3 separate regions of the Mus musculus genome follow, and all the other regions are linked to region 3. The links are chromatin contacts, called in public HiChIP or PLAC-seq maps. All regions are on one chromosome and are shown on one strand. Each heading gives the region's core, a stretch centred on a gene start, on an enhancer-like site or on the middle of the called end of the contact. The rest is flanking DNA. Distances are from core to core; before and after follow the strand shown. Region 1 overlaps Mal2 (mal, T cell differentiation protein 2). Region 2 overlaps Taf2 (TATA-box binding protein associated factor 2). Region 3 has its middle 42 kb from the start of Ccn3.

Evidence for each region. HiChIP or PLAC-seq counts read pairs in DNA pulled down with a chosen protein or histone mark.
Region 1: a contact with region 3 is called in an HNF4G HiChIP or PLAC-seq map of pancreatic cancer cells. The contact joins two enhancer-like sites. A contact is called at or near these places in 9 of 484 Hi-C or Micro-C datasets (the C10 cell line, the Patski cell line, embryonic fibroblasts and 5 more) and 1 of 115 datasets of contacts at active chromatin or transcription factors (pancreatic cancer cells).
Region 2: a contact with region 3 is called in a FOXA1 HiChIP or PLAC-seq map of pancreatic cancer cells. The contact joins two enhancer-like sites. A contact is called at or near these places in 1 of 15 datasets of contacts at CTCF or cohesin (the NIH/3T3 cell line), 1 of 484 Hi-C or Micro-C datasets (cortical neurons), 1 of 115 datasets of contacts at active chromatin or transcription factors (pancreatic cancer cells) and 3 of 9 other capture datasets (adipose tissue, embryonic stem cells and pancreatic islet).

Annotation. Positions count from the first base shown.
Region 1 is chr15:54,598,252-54,601,894 of GRCm38.p6, reverse strand. It overlaps Mal2 (mal, T cell differentiation protein 2), which reads right to left. Exons shown (of 4, transcript NM_178920.4): 3 at 3,329-3,484; 4 at 1-1,224. The coding sequence ends at 1,153. Among named protein-coding and RNA genes, the nearest start is that of Mal2, 29 kb to the right of the region's middle. Within about 2 kb of position 1,819, at least 6 of the 459 cell types and tissues checked have an H3K27ac peak or open chromatin away from gene starts, as enhancers often do. A contact at or near this core is called in pancreatic cancer cells, where this site is marked.
Region 2 is chr15:55,041,396-55,044,770 of GRCm38.p6, reverse strand. It overlaps Taf2 (TATA-box binding protein associated factor 2), which reads left to right. Exons shown (of 26, transcript NM_001081288.1): 17 at 1,522-1,662. Among named protein-coding and RNA genes, the nearest start is that of Taf2, 29 kb to the left of the region's middle. Within about 2 kb of position 1,475, at least 28 of the 459 cell types and tissues checked have an H3K27ac peak or open chromatin away from gene starts, as enhancers often do. A contact at or near this core is called in pancreatic cancer cells, where this site is marked.
Region 3 is chr15:54,785,850-54,789,328 of GRCm38.p6, reverse strand. No RefSeq gene overlaps it. Among named protein-coding and RNA genes, the nearest start is that of Ccn3, 42 kb to the right of the region's middle. Within about 2 kb of position 1,933, at least 9 of the 459 cell types and tissues checked have an H3K27ac peak or open chromatin away from gene starts, as enhancers often do. A contact at or near this core is called in pancreatic cancer cells, where this site is marked.

The DNA.
Region 1 (3,643 bases), core at 570-3,069, 190 kb after region 3:
AAAAACAACATAGATATCTGGGCTATTATCAAAGCATGTAAGAATCTATAGCTTTATGTTATAGTTAATCTGTTACTCAAATTCAGCTCAGAAAGCAATGCAAAAACAATAAGAAGTTAAAAATTCAACTCTTCAGAGAGCTATTTGGAAAAGCTTTACATACATAAATATTTATATATTCATGCATAGGCCAAACAACCACAGTCTATGGCATAAATAAACCAAAAGAAAGACATCAGTAGCAAGATACTAGATCCAGTAGTGATTAATTGCCTCTGGGGATCATGTCTTAAGTACTCTCGTGTGAGTGCCTTGCTGAGCTATTAGGAAATCATTAGTTTGGAGTTTATTTCCTACCTTATTTTGCTCTTCATCCAAGGCTCTGCTGGGGTTAGCTTGAGAAATTATATGACCTTCCAAGGGTAATATTTGACTATTAAACAAAGGCAATGTGATTGATGCATAATGAAACAAAATATGTTATGTGGCTTGTCTAATGAGGTTTCATGATTAGTTCAATAGAACACAGAACACCTAAGGTTTTTATGGCAGTAGTTGATAAAATTATGGTCTGTAGACCACATCCAGTTTTGCTCCCTTTTTGAAATAAGCTTTATTAGGATACAGACATTTATTTACACATCATCTGTAGCTGCTTTTATGTTATCATAGGATGGAACAATTGCCACAGAGGCTATATGGCCTATTAAAGCCTACATATGTGCTACCTGGCCTTTTTGTAAAAAAAACATGTGTATCATTTCCTGTTTTATACTAAAGATAGAATTAGATGAGAAGCCTGCATGAGATGTATTGTTTTAGTTATTTACTATTATTAAGGTTCGGGTGACTCAACCAAAAAAAAAAAAAAGGAATACTATTGTTTTGTGAACAGTGCCTGTGTATTTTAAGAATATACAATGGAAATGCATTTAAAAAGAAACGAGAGATGAAAAAGGAAAGGATACTTCTCTAACATCAGAACAAAATGAAAATCCCACCCATGTAACAAACCACAGCTTGCACTGAGGTCCTCTCTGTACTAAGCTAACAATGTTTGGAATGTTATATTGGGACAAATGGTACCCAAGTGATCAGACATATAAAGTAGACAAATGAAACCAGCACACAACTGTCAGTTTCCAAGGAGTGTTACGGTCGCCATCTTCGCAAAGCCAGACCCAAACTGCAACCATAACAAGCTGTTGTCATGAAGGCAAAAACCTAAGAAAAGGAAAAAGAAACACTGTCATCAGATTCACAACATGGACTTTTAGAAGTTGCATCCTGAGAGACCACTGAACAAATCCTCGACAACTGACCTGTAGATACTTCAACAGGACAAGAGTTTAGAGTGATCTGTGTTTCGATGACTTTGCTTCGTTACCTCCCAGAGCTGGCCCTCCCTTTGTACACTATAGCTCTTAGCTTTCATATCTGCAGGCAGCCTTACTTTCACCATTCGCTCACATGTCAAGCTTACTTGTTAAGTATTTATGAAACCCTAGGCAGTGTATTAAAAAATTCACTCTGAGTTATCTCATCATCCAGTAGTTTCATAGCTAAGAAGACAGTAACTATCAGACCCCAAGGACACATCAAATCATTTCTGTCATCTTTAGAACTCAGTAGACAAAACCCATAGGAATGTGTTCTGAGTTCTGTTCCTCCTCAGGTGGGAGACAGTTGTCCCAGGCCAAGCCCTCTTGGAGCTGTTTCCTTGGTGTCACGGTTGGCGTCATTAACACCCGCTGTGCATACATCACTGTGCTTGGTGCAGATAAACAAATAGTACCCATTGTCCAGAAATGACATTCAGAGGCTATGAGTCAAAGGAGAGACGATTCCAGGCCAATTCAAAATGATAAAATATGACTCTATAGGGCAGAGATTCCTTTGTTTGTTTTTCAAGACAGGGTTTTTCTGTGTGGTTCTGGCTGTCCTGGAACTCATTCAATAGACCAGGCTGGCTTCAAACTCAGAGATCGATTGCCTTTGCCTCCCAAGTACTGGGATTAAAGGCATGTGTCACCATCGCCTGGTACCTGGCAAGGGTAGAGATTCCTAACCAGGAAACTGCAGCCTGAGAAGGGAGGACAGATCCATTCACAGAAATTTTTGTCACAGTTTAATTAACCCTTCCCATTTTGCTTGTTTTGGTAATATATTTTTAATATCGACAATGCCCTCTGAGTGAGAATAATTGCTTTGGGAATTTGTCAATAGTGAGAGGGAATTGCCTCTATCCTCAACTCTACTGAGTGAAAAAGGAAAGGGAAACACTTAGCCCAGTGGGACACATGAATGCATGAGCAATTTCAGCTGCTGAAAACTCAAGACCTGGAGTTCTGACTGGACTGGAGTGAGTGGAAAAAAATGGAACGCCATGAAAGACTTGAAGCATTGGTCTACGCATCGAGGTAGCTCCCCTCTGGCAGGGGGGACAAAGACACAGGTTTTCAGAAGAAGCATATCTGGAAAAGAACAGTCTAGAAACTTCCAAAACTAAAGAGGAAAAGATACTAGGTCCGGTAATGCACTATAGGAACTATTTAACATCAATTAAGATGCTTCATTTCAGAAAGCAGTTTCAATTTGTAGTAGTTTTAAAAATTATCCATGAGACCAACCTGGTTTACCAAGTGAGTTTCAGGAGAGCCAGGCTGTTAAACAGAGAAAGCCTATCTCTCAAACCACCTCCGACCTCCCCCCCCAAAAAAATTATCCATGAAAACAAAAAATTATTATTTCTTTTCACTATTTAATACAAAATGACAGGTTCACTACAGTGTATGAATGAGAGAGGATTCATGTTTTAAAGTCCCCAGAGAAGGCTTTCTCCTGTATCCCATCTGTCACAGTGACTGGTGAATTTGCCTTCCCGCTCACCAGCACTGACCCCAACACTAAGAACTGATACTTGTTCATGTCAGCCCCACCCTGAGAAAACACCCTTCTATTTGGCAGACCCACGGTGAATATGCAGCCAATAATCCAAGTTGAAAATGGGCACAAGGTTAAAAAGAGCAAAGTCCCCTCACCAGGTCTGAACTTTACAAAGAGAGAACACTAGAGTGCATTCTTTTTATAAAATCAAGCACTAATAGACTTGTTGCCTTCCCAGATAATGTCAACAGGGTTGGTCTGCAGTACAGTCACACATAATGGGAGTGATGAGAGGACTTTGCTCACAGGACAACAAAATAGATACATAAATAGCTATTATACATTTGATTCTAAAGGCTACTATTAAAAGGCCACTGATGCCCGAGGAGTCTCCTGGATGCTGGACCATGAAAGGACGATGCTTTTCCTATGGTGCACTTACTGTGGCGGCCACGTTGATGTTATACTGGTTGTCGTTGAGTAGTGGCTTCACAGTCATGGTTGTGTTGCACTGAAGGTCATGCAGGGAGGTGGCCGCTGCTTCCAGTAAAAACGCTCCGAAGTAGAAGACAAAGACTATGAAATGGTAGACAAAATCCTAAGGAGCAGAGGAGAGGCATTTATAGGTAACAACACGAAGATGCTTTACTGTTCTTTCTTGTAAATGCAATCTTAAACAGGGAAACTCAGCCCATTTAATCAAATTATCTTAAGTATATCCATTGTTTATTTTGAATAATTTGGCAAAATTAGAAGC
Region 2 (3,375 bases), core at 226-2,725, 260 kb before region 3:
TGGATAACAGGGCTATTCCCATTTCAGTGGATGCTAGCACTTTATATTTGTTTTGACTTTAGTGATAGCATGCTTTCTGAGCTCTCAGATATTAGAGAGAGAAAAACGAGATTATTTGCTAGGGATATATTTCACTGGTACTCCAAATAGTCTTAGGATTTTTGTTAAAATCATAGCAGAACCATAAAAACTGTAGGATAAAGTATTTGCTCATAATTTCCTTTACCTCAGATACTTTTTATATGCCCTTAAATTTCAATATTATGGAGATTTTTTTCCTAAAGCATTTTTTTCTTCACTATTTAAATAATTTTTATTAAAGCAAGAAATTTTACAATCATTATTACATGTCTTGGGTCAGCTGTCAATTCTGTTGGCTAAAACAGGATTAACATCTAACTTTTCACAGTAAAGAATTAGACAGGTAAGGGAAGGAATGCTGTGAAGTTTTATACTTTGATGAAGGTCTTTTTTCCCCAGAGTCTCTAATACATTAATTTTACATTTTATAATTTTTGTCAATTCGTTGTTTTGCATCAAGTAATCTAGGGCTAGCTTTGCTTACTTAAACATAACATTTGCTTGGTATATATAGGTCAGTGTTTGTTTTCCTTTCTTTTTATCTTTTGTACCTTTTTTATTGCATTTAAATTTGAGGTATTTCCATATTCATCTGTGAAGCATGGGTTTCTTTCCACGTGTCCAGATCAGGTATAAACAGCTAGGACCGCTGTAGGATTGCTCTCTGGGCAGCTGCTGTAACTTGATGGACACCTGTAGCTGTCAGCCTTGGAGTGAGGCACACTGGAGACGTCAGCCTATGAGCTAGTTCCATGGTGGCAGTCTCTAGCAGAGGACCAGTGATTTTACTGGCAAGAGTAGCATCTGTGGCTTGAAGAAGAGAAAGCAGTCATTCACTCAGCACTGGCTTTTGCTCTTGAGTAGTGAGCAGATACCAACATGGAAGCACTTACAGGCAACTGACCTTGAACATGACTTGGAGTGCGGCTAGAGGCTCTTATCTGCCCTACACTGACGGGGAACTTCCGTTCACCATGGCTTAGCCTTGCCTCAGCATTCTTCTCTAAATAAACAGTACCTCATACTGGCCTGCTTTCCACTTAAGTGGTCTGAGGAATGGTTCAAACTCATGATAATTATTAACTTTAATGAGCTTAAAATATCAACATTCTCTCTACCTGAGTGAATAGGGACAAACCCAGTCTGTGAAGCCTTTGAAAGAACCTTAAACACAAGAGGATGCTGGCATTTGGAAATTAACTTGTGCAAAACGACTGTAAATGCACATAGTGGGGCTTTTGGTTCATCTTGGATTGGGTGGGTGGGAGGATGGTTTGTTTTTTTTTGGTGGGTGACTTTGTATATTTTCTTGGAAGTGGATGATAACAGACCAGCTTGTGCTAATTTCCAAGAACTGTAGTGTTGGCTTTTAGAAAGCTATTTGGTCTTCAGTGTATTTGTAACAGTGACGGAACGTTCCTCCTCTCTGACTGTTTACAGATTGCCAACTCAATGGTGAGCACGTGGACAGGGCCGCCAGCCATGAAGTCTCTCTTTACTAGAATGTTCTGCTGTAAAACCTGCCCCAACATTGTGAAGACAAACAACTTCATGAGTTTCCAAAGCTACTTTCTGCAGAAGGTACTGACTGCTCTGTGTTCTTCTGATGCTTTTATGTTAACATAACTTTATTGGTGTTTGCCTTCTGTGATGTCTTTATATGCCATAAACTCTCATGTGTCTGTTTAACTTGGAAACTGCATATGATAGGTGTTTGTTTCTTATAAGCCGGACTCTGCTCTAAAGCTTCTCTAGAATTTCCCTTGATCACTGATTTTATACAAATCATCTACATCACTTATAACATGCAGAGAAATGAGTGGCCTTTGATTGGTTGCGTGGGGAACGGACTTCCGTGCAGAGCAGACCTTTCTCCCAGCCAGTATATTCTGAGTCAGAGGTTGCTCAGCTTGCACCGCCAGCTTTACTTGCTTGCTTGAAGGCAAGTCACATTGCCTTGGCTGCCAGCAAGGTGCTGCACGTGGAGGCAGTGCTCGTCTCAGTTCTGCTGCGACTGGGCTACGTCTCTATTTTCAGAATGAGGACATTAGACCAGGGCATTGAGTGTGTTTAATGTTACACTTGCAGGAGGCTTTCTGTTAAATGGTAAGTTAGAGGGAGAGCGGAAGTGTGGGTACACTGGAGTATGGGAAGAAGTTGAGTGGTTTGCAAATCATTTGCATGGTTTGTTAGGCAAAGCTAGATTAACTAGATCAACCAGTAATGAGTGTGGCATTAAAGGAAGAGAGAAGGAAGGAAAGTGACGCCCCTGTCTTAGCTGAGGAAGCTGCTGTGAGGGCAAGCAGGGGTGGGAAAGAATCATTGTGCTTTGTTTGGTGTCATGTGGAGGACACCCAGAGGAGAAAGTTCATATAAAAGACAGGTCAGGCTTTGAGCAGGAGAAGGGAGGACATAGGAATTAAATGGAGAAAAGTAAGAACATGGTGATTGGTTTTCTTCAGTCCAAAGGATTTTTTTTTTTTTAAGTGAGACTCCTGCTATGGCTCCGAAGATTTTGGAGTAGGGCCTTGAATCGGTATTAGAGCCCAAAGAACATTGTGAGACATCTTCTTTAGGGCAGGGTGTGGCTGTTGCATTTTGACATCTCAGCAGCAGAGATTATTAGCACAAGTCCTACTCGGGATTGTACCTTCACCCTCTGTCATGGAGGGAGAAGGATTTAGAAGGCCCTACCTCACTCCTCCTTGGTGTGGCAACTGGTAAGGTGCCTAGATTCTCATAAGCAATTCGTGTTAAACTCAGTGGGTCAACCAAAGCTAAAACAGTCGAGGAAGGCATGACAGTGGAGGAGAGGAAGAGTTCTCTCAGGGCTGGGTAGTAGGCTCAGGTTATCGGGTAAAAAGAGACAATATGGAGGATAGAGGTTTTGTTTTGCTTTTTTTTTTTTCCTAATGAAAGAAGATAGACTGGGCAGAAGGCGAGCATATGTGTATTATAAAGATAAATATATGGCTCTTTTGATTTTACTGTCGTGTTGTTTATATGTATTGCTTCCAAATTTATTTGCCTGTGTATTAGCTTGTAGTGTAAAGTTTATTTCTTACTATGGGTTGAAGTAAACAACTTGGAATGATGATACTTCTAGTCCAAATGACTTACATGGCAGGAGAGAAAGTTTGACTAAATCAAACATTTACATTTGCCTTGCATAAGTGCAAAGCAGGCAGAGAGAAGGAAAGGAGCTTTCCCTCTAGGTTTTCTTATCTCACACTGCCTGCCTCAGGCCCTGTCCTCATTGCCTGGACAAAGGCAGTGGGAGGGAGGGAGGGAGGG
Region 3 (3,479 bases), core at 684-3,183:
CTTGGGTAAAGCACCCATTCTGACAACCTGAATTCCATCCCCAGGACCCACTTTGTGGAAGAACAAAACCAAAAAATTCCAAGTTTTTCTCTGACCTCAACACACATAATGTGGCACATGTATACACACTGACACACAGACACAAGCAAACACACACACACATACACATACACACACACAGAGTTCAGAGTTTAAAAACTGAATTCAGGAGAGATAAAATTAATGAAGACAGTTCAAGTTAAAACGAGGATGAAATTGCAAAACTCAGTAAACCAATTGAATCCCGAGGAAAGCCTTGCTGGTCCAATAGACTAGGACGAATAGAAAATAGAATAGAATACCAGGACTTGAAGACAGAGTAGAGGAAGAGTACCACTCAATCACAGAATATTAAAACATACAAAAGGATCATGTAAGAACTTTGAGATACCATGAGAAGATCAAATTAATTAATTTTGATCATAGAACAAAGAAAGGAATAACAGGTCTATTATATGGACCATATCTTCAACTGAATAATAGAAGAAATCCTCCCCAAATTAAGGAAAACATACCCAATAGAGGAAGCACACAGAGTAGCAAATAGGAGCAGAATGAAAACTCCCCCTGGTGTATTGTGGTTAAAACAATAAAGGCATAGAACAAAGAATGGGTATTGAAAATTGAAAGATAGCTGGGCGGTGGTGGCTCACTCCTTTGATCCCAGCTCTCGGGAGGCAGGCAGAGGTTGATGGATCTCTGTGAGTTTGAGGCCAGCCTGGTCTACAGAGTGAGTTCCAGGACAGCCAGGATTACACAGAGAAACTCTTTCCTGACACTGCTTTCCACCCCAAAAAAACTGAAAGAGAAAAACCACAAGTTACATATAAAGGAAAATCTATCAGAATAACAAATGACTTCTCAATGGGAAAAAAGTGTGCTGTATGTGTGTGTGTTGTATATGTGTGGGATGAGGGTGGTGTGTGTGTGTCTGTGGTGTGTATGTGTGTGGTGTGTTATACATGTGTAGGATGTGTGTTGTGTGAGATATGTGGTGTGTGTGTGTGTTTGTTTGTGTGTGTGTGCGTGTATTTAATGGCACTGGGAATTGAAACTATTCCCTTGTACATCCTAGACAAATGCTCTACTGCTAAGTCTCATTTCCAATTTATGGTTTAATGAACCATGATCTTATTATATAACTCAGATAAACCTTCAATTTGTTGTACAATCCAGGCTGTCCTTAAGCTTTCAATCCTCCTGCCCACTCCAAGTGATGAGATTACAGGTGTACTGGCCAGTTTCATGTCAACTTGACACAGCTGGAGTATCACAGAGAAAGGCACTTCAGTTGGGGAAATGCCTCCATGAGATCCAACTGTAAGGCATTTTCTCAATTAGTGATCAAGGGGGAAAGGGCCCTTGTGGGTGGGACCATCTCTGGGCTGGTAGTCTTGGTTCTATAAGAGAGCAGGCTGAGCAAGTCAGGAGAAGCAAGCCAGTAAAGAACATCCCTCCATGGCTTCTGCATCAGCTCCTGCTTTCTGACCTTCTTGAGTTCCAGTCCTGACTTCCTTTGGTGATGAACAGTAGCATGGAAGTGTAAGTCAAATAAACCCCTTCCTCCCCAACTTGCTTCTTGGTCATGATGTTTGTGCAGGAATAGAAACCCTGACTAAGACAACAGGTGTACATCCTATCTCCCTGCTAGGAAAGCACTTTAAAAAAAAAAAAAACCCACATATTTGTCAATCTCATCTCCGGAGAATCTTGATGGATACCCTGGGGGCTGATCCTGAATGATGTTACATTATTTCCAGGAGAGTTTGCTGTGAGAGTCCAGAAGGGGTGGGGGAATACAGGCCCCAGATTCTGGTGGGAAAGTGGGATGCATACTGGAACAAAGAAGTTGTCAATTAGAGCTGAGTATGCAGACCACACCCATTCACATTCTATCACTGAGTCAGGGAAACCACAAGCCACACTTCATGCAGGCCTGTGGAGAACTCTCCTGGTGGCATGAATAGTATCAGTTCTTTTACTAGGAGACTAAGATCCAGAAGGCTTATAGGCATGCATTTTCCAGATTAGGGATATGTCTTCTACCTTAGCTCAGATTCCGTTGCCCCATCAGGTTCATGTCCTTTTTACTCCCTTAGTCGTTCTTGCTCATGATGCAAGGAAAGGTTGGATGGTCAAACTAATTTTCACATCTCCTCTCCAGTGTTTCCCTTCTCATCTAATTTACTCTGTCAATGGCTTGGAAGCCTCCAAGAGCCTTGTTTGGGGCTGGATGTGCAGGGAGGGTGATAGTAGGTTGCACTTCAATGAACCCTGTAGATGACCTTGCCCGGGCTCATTTCAGGATCAGCTTACCTGTTTCTTTGGGGAACACAGCCATCTTTGTCTTCAAGTGGTTCCAAGCAGAGGGGAGAAGTAGCTTGAATTTGAGAGCAAGCCCTTGAAGGGCGCCATGAGTTCTGATCATTTATTAGTGCTTTACTACTGCAAATTAATCTCAAATCTACACGGGGGCCAGAAGTAGCCGGAGGTGTAGGAATGGCTTCCCCCACCCTTGCTTGACTGGAAAGTTAGAACATTTCCCACTTTCGGTGCTCAGAGCATTGGGGTTAATTGGGGTGATTTGCTTATTTTCAAAGCTTAACAGATGATTGCCTGTTCTGGCACCCTTTCCTGATCAAGGTAGTGCTGTTTTATTTGTGTCCTGTAAGTTTTATAAATAGTCCTCTCTAAGTTCATTTCTCACTTCATAATCTCTTTGAAAAGAAGCTTTTTTTTTTGAGGTGGAATTCACATATGATAAACTCACCTTAAAAGCAGAGACTTTATGAGAGTCTATGAATGTAAACACCCATGTAGCCTTCACCTCCATTCAGACATGGAATATTCCAGTATTCCAGGACACCCTCCTCCCCCTGTCCCTTTGCTCTAGTCTCTCCCTGTTCGGGGACACCACAAGTAAATTGTTTCAATCCTGGTTTTGCCCATCTAGCAGTTTGTATAACTAGAAACATACGCTATGCCCTCTTTCCTGTCAGGCTCCCCGTGCTTAGCGTAATTTCGAAAAACTGTCCATGTTTTTTTGCGTCTGTCAGTCTTTCACTACTGTCTTCTCCCATCTTAGCATCATTTATTGACTTATAAGTATACATAATTTGCATTTCAAACATTTTATTTTGAAACAGCTTAGACTTACAGAAAAGATGTAAACGGTCAAGTAGAACTTCTTACTGTACTTTATTACCTGTATGTTTTAATGGGGCATTCTCTCATTGGGACTAAGCTCACTGGCTGGTGGAGAACATCACAGAGGCGCAGAGACATGATGTCCAGGGTGAGGAATTTCCATGTGTTTATGCCAAATTTGAGCCACTTGTTTACATAATGCCTGGTAGATTTTTTTTTTTTTTGGTAAGGATTTTCTATCTTCAAATTTTATCTTTGTATCAAGTCTAGATCACACTCAAGGTAAGGATGGT